2 separate regions of the Danio rerio genome follow, and region 1 is linked to region 2. The links are chromatin contacts, called in public Hi-C maps. All regions are on one chromosome and are shown on one strand. The core of a region is the stretch at or near the end of the contact, and the rest is flanking DNA. Distances in the headings are between cores, read along the strand shown.

Region 1 (4,563 bases), core at 1,698-4,197, 89 kb after region 2:
TTTCTTCCAGATCCTACAATTTTTAACTTTAGCTGGAAGAAGAGTTTAAAATGGGACTTTTAAAAATGTAAGAACATTTTAGAGCAATTTTTTTCAGTGAAAAACTGCAAAGGTCTGTTGGTAAAAGTAGTGTTAAAAATAAAGTTTGTGGCATGAATTTCTTAGAGAATATTTATTAAATTCTAATTTGTAAATATAAATTAGATTAAGGATAAGCAAATCAGTATGGTAGAGCAGCATGGAAATTTATGCACTTCAATGCTTCAATTCACGCAAATGCACTACAAAACAAAAACGGTTATCCCGATCCTGAATTATAGGATTTAGCTGGAAGAAGAGTTTAAAGTTTGATTACAATGACCTAAAAAATGTAAAAACACTGAAAAACGGCAAAACTCTCTTCATAAAATTTTTTATTCTTTTTTTTTTTTTTTCAGAACATCGAGCTAAAGGTTGAGGTGGAAAGTTTGAAACAAGACCTCAAGGAAAGACAGGAACAGTTTGACAAGGCACTGTAAGTAAACACCACACACGTCTACAGTATGTTATTAATATATTTTTATATACTTATGGAAGACAAATTATTCATGAACTGTACGGTGCAGTCACCATGTACTTTTACTCTTTGAAATATATGGTCAAAATGCATGTCTAAAAGAAATCCACACATTCAGGTGTTTTGAATGACTATGAAATACATTCACACAGCAGAATATGGTTGTCAATCCTTAGCATTAAATCTAGTTACTTTTACACACCTCAGTTATAAATTTAAGAGTGTATATAAGCCTTGTATATTCAGAAAAACAGTCTGTTTGTTCAGTCTGGAGATCCTCTCTTTCACTCTAAATGCTGGTCAGTGGCCAAATACTATCAGCATAACTGCCTCTATAGGCATATGTGAGTTATCTTGCTGACTTGCCAAATGCAAAAGACCAGAGCCCACCGCCAAGTCCATGTCAGACACTTATCAAGTTTGGGGTAACAGGCAACAATACCCTATGAAATGTCCACATGCCCCCTGTAACCTTTTTGTAACAGGTTTTTCAGTAACATTTTAGTTTAGGTAACAATTCATGGTATTAACAAAGCATTAACTTACTACTACTACTAACTAACTACTAGCTTAATAAACTTTATAATTAGTCAGTAAGGTAGAAGTTGGGTTTAGGTTTTGGGTAGGATTAAGGATGTAGAATAAAATCATACTTTAATACCATAGATATATACACTAGATATCGCATACGGACCCTGAGCATGCGTCAATAGCGCCGCCACATTTGTACAGTGCACCTAGGACAAATGTCATTCAACCGGACTAGTTAAGACCAAAACCAATGTGAAGATGCTGGATTAAGCGCTGTGTACGAGTGTAATTACAAGCAAACAAAGAAAACAAAGCACAAAGGCAGAACATTTCATCGGTAAGATTTCGTTTTTTACGTTTTTGTGTCACAAACTTTTGTGCTAAACAAGTATTGATGATAATACAGTCTCTTACTGCACTGATCACTGATCATAAGGCAAACACCAACTCGCACTAAATACTCAGCTTATGCTAGTTTTGTTGAATAAAATTAGCAAACCAGGTAAATGAAATATGACAACAAGATATTGCTAGAAACTAGAAACTTATCAGCTAAGTGAACGAGTCGTTCATAACGGGAACTTATACACAAATGAATCGCTCCCTCCGTTAGAATAAGAAGTGAAAGCAGTAGAGAGGGTGTGTTTCAAGACACGTATTAGATCAAATTTAACAGAGAGGGTGGATAATACATGCCCGTGCGGTCACTTATCCATCAATGTAGGTAAGTGATGTGAAATTATAATTTTCATAATTAAAAGAAATATTTGCATACTGACCACCGGGAAAATTCCTGATCATATATATATATATATATATATATATATATATATATATATATATATATATATATATATATATATATATATATATATACCATCACTCCGGATCGCCAGTCCTCCACTGTACCTTGGTCCCGCATTCATTTTAAAGAAGCGCTACCCTGTACTAAAATGGCAGCTCTATTGACACATTTCTTTCAATAGACAACAACAGGGTAGGCGACATCTAATGTAAATATCTTTGGTTTATTACTATTAAAGAACAGTTATTATCTTTTTAATAGGTAGGTAATAAGTCAGTAGTAAACCGCATGGATTGTGACATAAACTAAAGTGTTACCGATTTTTCTAAGAGGTATATTTTGCTGCATTTATTTGATTGAATAAGTATATTGAGGTTTTGTAAAATATTTGTCATCTATTTATTATACTTGTATGTTTACATGATGGTAAGACTGAATTTTTAGTCATGCTTCTTAATATGCTAATTTAAAACATTTATTATTAGTAGTATTAATAATGTTGGAAACAGGCTTAGCAGTGCTGCTAAAAGCTTTTTTTAAATTCTTAGATAAAAAAAAGTTCAAATGATTTACTTTTATTTTAATAAATCTTTTGTTTAACAATGTAAAAGTATTTGCTTTCTATACCATCTCAATAAAAGTGTACATATCAAGCCACAAAAACCTTAATTATACAAAACAATGATACCAAAACTGCAAAAAATAAAAAATAATAGTAAAATAAAAGTGCACTTGTCTATAGCAATTAATTCTCAGTAAAACATATAAAGAACTACTTAATCATCACATATGCAGGGTTCTAAATTTTTTACCTGATCGCAGAAGCTTTGCTTGTTCTTGTCTGGTTGGGTGGACAAGTGTCAGTAAAGTTTCAGTTTACAACATTATTCTTTTAGGGATCACCTATAAATGAGACCCCCTTCCTTTGTGTTATTGTTCAGGTGACATCATTGCTCTGCCGTAGTGTCGTTTCCATCACACGCTCTGTATGGCTTTGATGATGTGTTTGCCAATGACCTGAGTCTCAGTCTTTAGCCGTCAAGCGAAAATTCCCCTCGTAATTTCCCCTCAAACCAACATTGGGCTCTCTGGGGACTACAAAACCGAGCAGAACTGTATGATATCACTAACCAAACTAAATGGCATGTCTGTAGGCTGTGATTGCTAACACTAACTGATGCAGAGGCTGACCGGGACGATCATGCAGTAATGGATGTTCTGGCACAGCTTGGTTAAAAACCCAAAGGTGCCATTTGCTCTGGATCAAACAATTACAGTGGGGTCAACGCCGCAGCCATCATCACATTCAAAAACAGACCTGGAAAAGCCGTTATGAGGTGCTCGAAGGGGCTTTAGAGGACTGGGCTGAGTGAGAGGCTCTCAGACACTCCAGAATACTTAAAGTGTCAGAGAAACACCTTTCAAACTCAGAACAAACTATTAAACGCATCTCAAAGGAGGCATGAGCAAAGATGGTTACGACTCACCTTCGCTTCTTTTGCTTTAATAGCCTATGGAGGATTGAAAAATGAAATGAAACTCTTTTTAGAGTGGGAAAGGTATGAACGTGGTCAGGGACAAAGATTAAATAAGTCAAACATGACCAATTGTGGTGAATTCTCACTTTATTTTTTTCCAGTGGACACCAATAAATTAAGCCAAAGCTTGTGAAATGTGTTGTATAATAAAGGAATTAAATATATACATTTACATGTATTATGCTACGCGCTATTCTTTGTTTTTGTTAATTGTCAGCAAGTGGTTTTGTCATTTAATTTAATAATTTAATAAATTGTATTACAATCAGTTGTTGTTTTATGAATTTTAGTTCATGCAGGTCAGAATAAATATGTCATTTCATTATTATACAAATTTATCTGTAACACTTCACTATAAGGTTGTATTAGTTCATCTTAGTTAATGTATGTACAAACATAAATAAACAATGAACATTACCTTTATTGCAAAATTTATTCAACGTTGTTCATATAATTAGGTAATGAAAATAAAATTGTTCTTTGTTAGGTTGTTAACTCACAATGTATTTACAATTTTTAAAGAGCCCCTATTATGCATTTAAAAGGGTTATATTTCGGTTTTGGGGGTCTCCAACAACAGTCTGATATGCATGCAAGGTTTTCAGGGACAAATGTTGGCAGGTATGTGTGTGAGCCCAATGCAGGAGTGCGTCAAAGCAATGCAGTGTAACACCAGTATATTGCTCTATTTTTAACCATAAGTAAACATAAGTAACAGTGACACACATTCAGTGGCAAAAGCTAAACTATTTTGAAACTTGGCCGCCGCACATGTGTAGGAACAGCTGACGGAGGCCGTAGCAACGAGAAACTGCAGTGGATCGCAAGCTCAAAAAACATTTAAATCGGTAAATAAAGCAGCATGCGTCACATTTTCAACGTGGCTTTAGATGGGATATGAGAACATAAAGAGTTAACCAGATACAGTACAACCAGTTACAAGTAACAAAACACAATTAAATACATAATTTGCAAGCTAGAGAATACAAGGAGGCAACCATTATAATCGCACTTAAGCTACTTACACTTGTGAAATGGAGGAAGGAACTGATATATGAACTGTGTACTGTAAAGATCCTGTCAAGCTCTGACAAAGTCCCACACATCAATTGTCTCTTCTGATCCTTCCTTTA
Region 2 (4,778 bases), core at 1,425-3,924:
CTTAAAGCCTTTGATGGGTTATTTTCACAAATTATGATGGCTTACTTGTCAAAAGAGGACAAATGAGCTCATGTATGGGACAAATTCTGGACCTTTGTCAGTGGGGGTACCCCCCTAGCTAAGGGCCTGACAAGTGTATCATGCAGGGAATTCTGTCAATTTACAGTTATTTACAGTTAATTGATTAAAAATATATTAACATATTCTCTCTTGAAAAAGAAAAAATGCACAATAATTTCGGCAAACATTAATGCATTGTTACTTGTCATGCCATAAATTGAACAAAAATAAGAACATTATTATTTTTTAATAATATTCTGTTTTGAAGTTCCTGGCAAAATTCTATACGCCTCCCTATAGTGTGTATATTGTCTGGATTTCAAAATATTTTTTGCTGTTTGTTCAAACTACTTATTTAAAATGAGCTGAATCAACACAAGTCTTGAGGGGGGCAAATATTTGTTTTTCTGTCCAATTCACTTAAATTTGTAAAAACAATTACATTAACTTAATGGATTTGTGTCAGGACAGCATGAAGGAATTGTGTTGAACCCAACATTTTTTGCAGTGTATATGACAGCGTTTAAACATTAAATTCCGATACTTGCCAACACTGGCAGCTCAACACCAAACAAATGAAGGTCAAACCCAGAATATCTCACTGATACTGCTGCTAGTATTAGGAAATCAGACATCAGTGTTGCGGCTAACGCAGCAAACTCAAGTTAACTCAGACTAATCCAAAGAAATTAGTGGGCCTCCCAAAGCCTGACACCGAGCGCTGGAGCTCTGCACAATCATGGCAGCTTCTGGCAATAAAGCAAAGAGTGTAATATGATCCAACTGTTTGACGTTTCCTTTTCTCTGAGGATTTCATGCTTTTTATCAGCAAGCTTGCTCTTTCATTAACCTCTGACCTCTCGAGCACGAGGAGCGCAGGATGGCTCAGTCAACGTAAAGAGGGTAATTGGAGCAAGAAGATGAGGATAAACAAAATTAGTCGTCGAATCCAATAGTCTGATGTAGATTTCCTGGAGGACAGATTAAAAACAAACTCTTTTCATGCAATATTCAAAAAATAGTTATGCAGTAGTTAGACAAAAAAAACAATAATAATACAGTCTAACCTGTTTAAACCACTGGCTTATATCCTCTAAGCATATTCTTTTTGTTATTTTATTTAAACCTATTTTACCAAACAGTGCCACAGTTCGTTGTGCAATTATTTAAAATATCCAGGTCAATGGTAACAATAAAAATTGAATTAATAATCAGTTGCAGTGGCGCAGTGGCGCAGTGGGTAGCATGATCACCTCACAGCAAGAAGGTAACTAGTTCAAGCCACGGCTGGTTCAGTTGGCATTTTTGTGTGGAGTTTGCATGTTTTCCCTATGTTTCCAGGTGTTTCTGGTTTCCCACAAAGTTCAAAGACATGTGGTAAATTCAATAATCTAAATTGGCCGTAGTGTATGTGTGTGTAATGTATGGCTGTAGTGTATGGATGTTTCCCAGTGCTGGGTTACAGCTAGAAGTGCATCCGCTGTATAGGTTGGCAGTTCATTCCGCTGTGGCGACCCCTGATTAATAAAGGGACTAAAAGCCAAAAATGAATGAAATGAATAAATGAATGACTGAATTAATAATTTTTCTAAATGTATAATTATTATAAATTTAATGTATTTTATTTAATTTTCACATTTTATATATTTTTTTATTTTGTATATATATTTTATTCTTCATTTATTTATTTAGCGCTGTGACCAAGGTCAACATGGATTTCCTTTTAACTTTTTTTTTAAACATAATTGATTAAATTTATAATATTGAATAAATACCATACAGGGATGTCCAAACTCGGTCCTGGAGGGCCGGTGTTCTGCATTGTTTAGCTTTCAATTCCTTTAACACACTTGTCTTGCCTGGAAGTTTTAGTATACCTAGAAATAGCTTGATTAGCTGGTTTAGGTGTGTTTAATTGGGGTTGAAATTAAAATATGCAGGACACCCCCCCTCCAGGACCGAGTCTGGGCATCCCTGCCATAGAAAGTCTGTCTTAATACTGTATAGACCATTTTAATGTGGTGATGTTATTGGCCCATGAACATTTCCTGCTTGTTATCAAGCTATTTCATAACTGTAACAAGAGCCAGTTCAGTCATAACTTAATGTTAAAACAGCTATTATAACATTATTGATCAATATGTGAACCTTTTTGCATTCTCGTAAGCTACAGAAATGAAAAATGTAAAACAGGAAATACATTAGGAGCATTGTTATTGTTTACATTCCTTAAAATGGTGCAGTTATTGTTGTATTTTTGTTTGTTTTTAGTGAGTCCACGCTTCAAAATCCCAGTGGATGCAGTAAATTACCTTTTTAGCTTACTGTTTATAAATACTGGATACATCTTTTCATTTTTTTAGTAGGGAACGTTTTTATAAAGTTTATTTCCTATAACTATTGCCTGCAACTAAAAACATAAGTACATCATAACATAAAAAAATATTTAATCAAATTTACAAGAAAATTATACAATTATAAACAGTTGTATTTCGTTCGAAATATTATACTCATACAGCATATACAATATCAGTGTAAATAATAAAACAAAACAGACAGGCAACTTCAGAGGGCACACGCGAAGGGGGCCTTTTTAGGGTCTTGAACGTGGCAGTCTTTATACACAAACATGGCGGCCAGATGAGCTCTTAAAATTGTTACCGTATTTGTAGGTAAAAAGGAACATTTAAATCAACAACTATTTGTCTTTGCTAATGCCCGATTTACATTATAGCTGCGAGCAACTCTATAGTGTATTGAAAATGGCTGCTTGGGCTGGATTTTCAGAGGAAGAACTGCGAAAACTGCAGCACAACGGCGAAGTTGGTGAGTACAAGTGCTAAAACTTCACTCGAAAACTTTTTTTCATTCGTGCCGTCTGCATGCATATGTAACCAAATCAATTGAGGTAACGTAAAGTTGGTTTTATATTCACACATTCGGACTTTCTCCTTAATAATTTAATTTTAAAAATTCTTTGCAAATTGTAAATATAGCAAATAATTTAATATTTAATATTAGCAGCCAATGATACGGTCAACCAAATAGTCCTAATGTTGTTTTTGAAGTCATATTTGCATGCGATTTCTGACCGAATATTCAAAATAAAGTGATAAAAAAAACATTGGGACCGTTTCACTGTGCGATAGTGCGAATATAAAGCCAACTTTACCTCAATTACTAAATCGTCATTTATTCTGACTGTATTTTGTAAGTTATTAAGCCAAGACACTGCTGGTGAATAAGGTAAAATGTAGTACTATCAACAGTATTTACTCAGTTTATTAAGTATTTGTTTATGTATTTAAGAATACGTTAAGAAACTGTTTTACATTACAAGAGTTATATTAATGTTACGTTGAAATACGCCAAAGATTTAATGCAAATTATTGCACATTGAACATGAAGTCAGTTAAGTTCAAAATTCTTGGCTTTAATTTTATTTTAATGTTGTTAGTATTATTTTTAGTAAATGTTAAAAACAACAATGTTTTTAGGTGTGGATAACTTTTAAAAAAAATATAAACCTTTCCATAAATCAGAAAATACTGCAAACTGCTAACAAAACATGTTCACTAATTTGCAGAATAAAAATTTGTATATAGTCAGGCAAATTATGTTTGCACATTCCTCTTTTAAAAAGTTGAAATTCACTCACCTTCAGCTTATTCCCATATTTATCAGGGGTTGCCACAGTGGAATGATCTGCCGATTACTATGGCAACAGATGTCTTTCCAACTGCACTTCAGAATACAGATATGAATAAATTTGTTTATGCAAGTGTTGCTTAAGGGTATATTTTTGACATTTAGACTCTGTGCTAAAAATGCAGCAAGAAATTAAAGTGTATATTCTATTGACAATAGATTTAAAACCCAAAAAGGTCAAATTTGACAGGTTCATGTAACAATTTTTTTTTTTTTTTTGCTTACAGTGCTTCGTCTTAAATACATCTCAGAAAGTCTTAAGATATATGCACAAGTTAGTCTCAGATTTTAGGGCTCAGACACTTATTTGAGTAGTGATACCTCTGTTCAAATCATCCTCCAGCAAATCAGGCTGTGTCTGTCACATTGGGTCGTGGCCGGGAACCTGCTCAGACTAACCGGAGCAGACAGCAGCTGCAGCGGGAGAGGGCTCTTCAGCTGGCGGCCAAACAGAAGGAGATCAGTCAGTCTCTTCTATCCGACCAACAGCTTACCAGACCACCAGAGCCACCAGCTTCCAGTCACCCCGCTCCTCCTGCTGAAACACCAGACGAGCAGTCAGTACCGGTCAAGCATGAGGCAGAACCTGTTAAGCCTGACCCAGCATCCCCTGTCCAGTCTATACCACCTGCAGACTTCAAGGAGCTTGACAAACAGGAAGTGGAATTGTTAGTAAGTCCATTTCCTTTGCAAACACTAGCTCAGACACTGTTTATAGCTTACATCTTTATAAAAAGATAGTTTACCCACCCATTTATTGCTGATTTTACTCATTCGACTTTTTTGATTCAGTAGAAAATTTAATAAACACATTTTTGCTGAAATTGTGCCCCCTGGTGATTTTGCTAATTGGCTAGTCCAGGGGTGGCCAACCCTGTTCCTGGAGAGCCACCTTCCTGCTGATTTCAGTTGCTACCCATATCAAACAAACGTGAATCAATTAATTAGGACCTGAACACCACGTGATAATTACAGGCAGGTGTGTTTGATGTGGGTTGCAACTGAAATCT

What was found. A called contact is a pair of places that touch in the nucleus more often than the background predicts.
Region 1: a Hi-C map of an unstated tissue shows a contact between it and region 2, with 2.2 times the contacts expected there. The contact joins the enhancer-like site here to the promoter of gorab in region 2. A contact is called at or near these places in 1 of 18 Hi-C or Micro-C datasets (an unstated tissue) and 1 of 4 datasets of contacts at active chromatin or transcription factors (embryo).

What each region holds. Positions count from the first base shown.
Region 1 is chr20:37,860,449-37,865,011 of GRCz12tu, forward strand. It overlaps pde4dip (phosphodiesterase 4D interacting protein), which reads left to right. Exons shown (of 40, transcript XM_073933513.1): 2 at 438-514. Among named protein-coding and RNA genes, the nearest start is that of pde4dip, 7.0 kb to the left of the region's middle. Within about 2 kb of position 2,948, at least 3 of the 62 cell types and tissues checked have an H3K27ac peak or open chromatin away from gene starts, as enhancers often do.
Region 2 is chr20:37,772,118-37,776,895 of GRCz12tu, forward strand. gorab (golgin, rab6-interacting) reads left to right here and starts at 2,675. Exons shown (of 5, transcript NM_200385.2): 1 at 2,675-2,886; 2 at 4,112-4,436. The coding sequence starts at 2,823. LOC103909331 (a long non-coding RNA gene) reads right to left here. Exons shown (of 8, transcript XR_012395949.1): 5 at 4,090-4,303.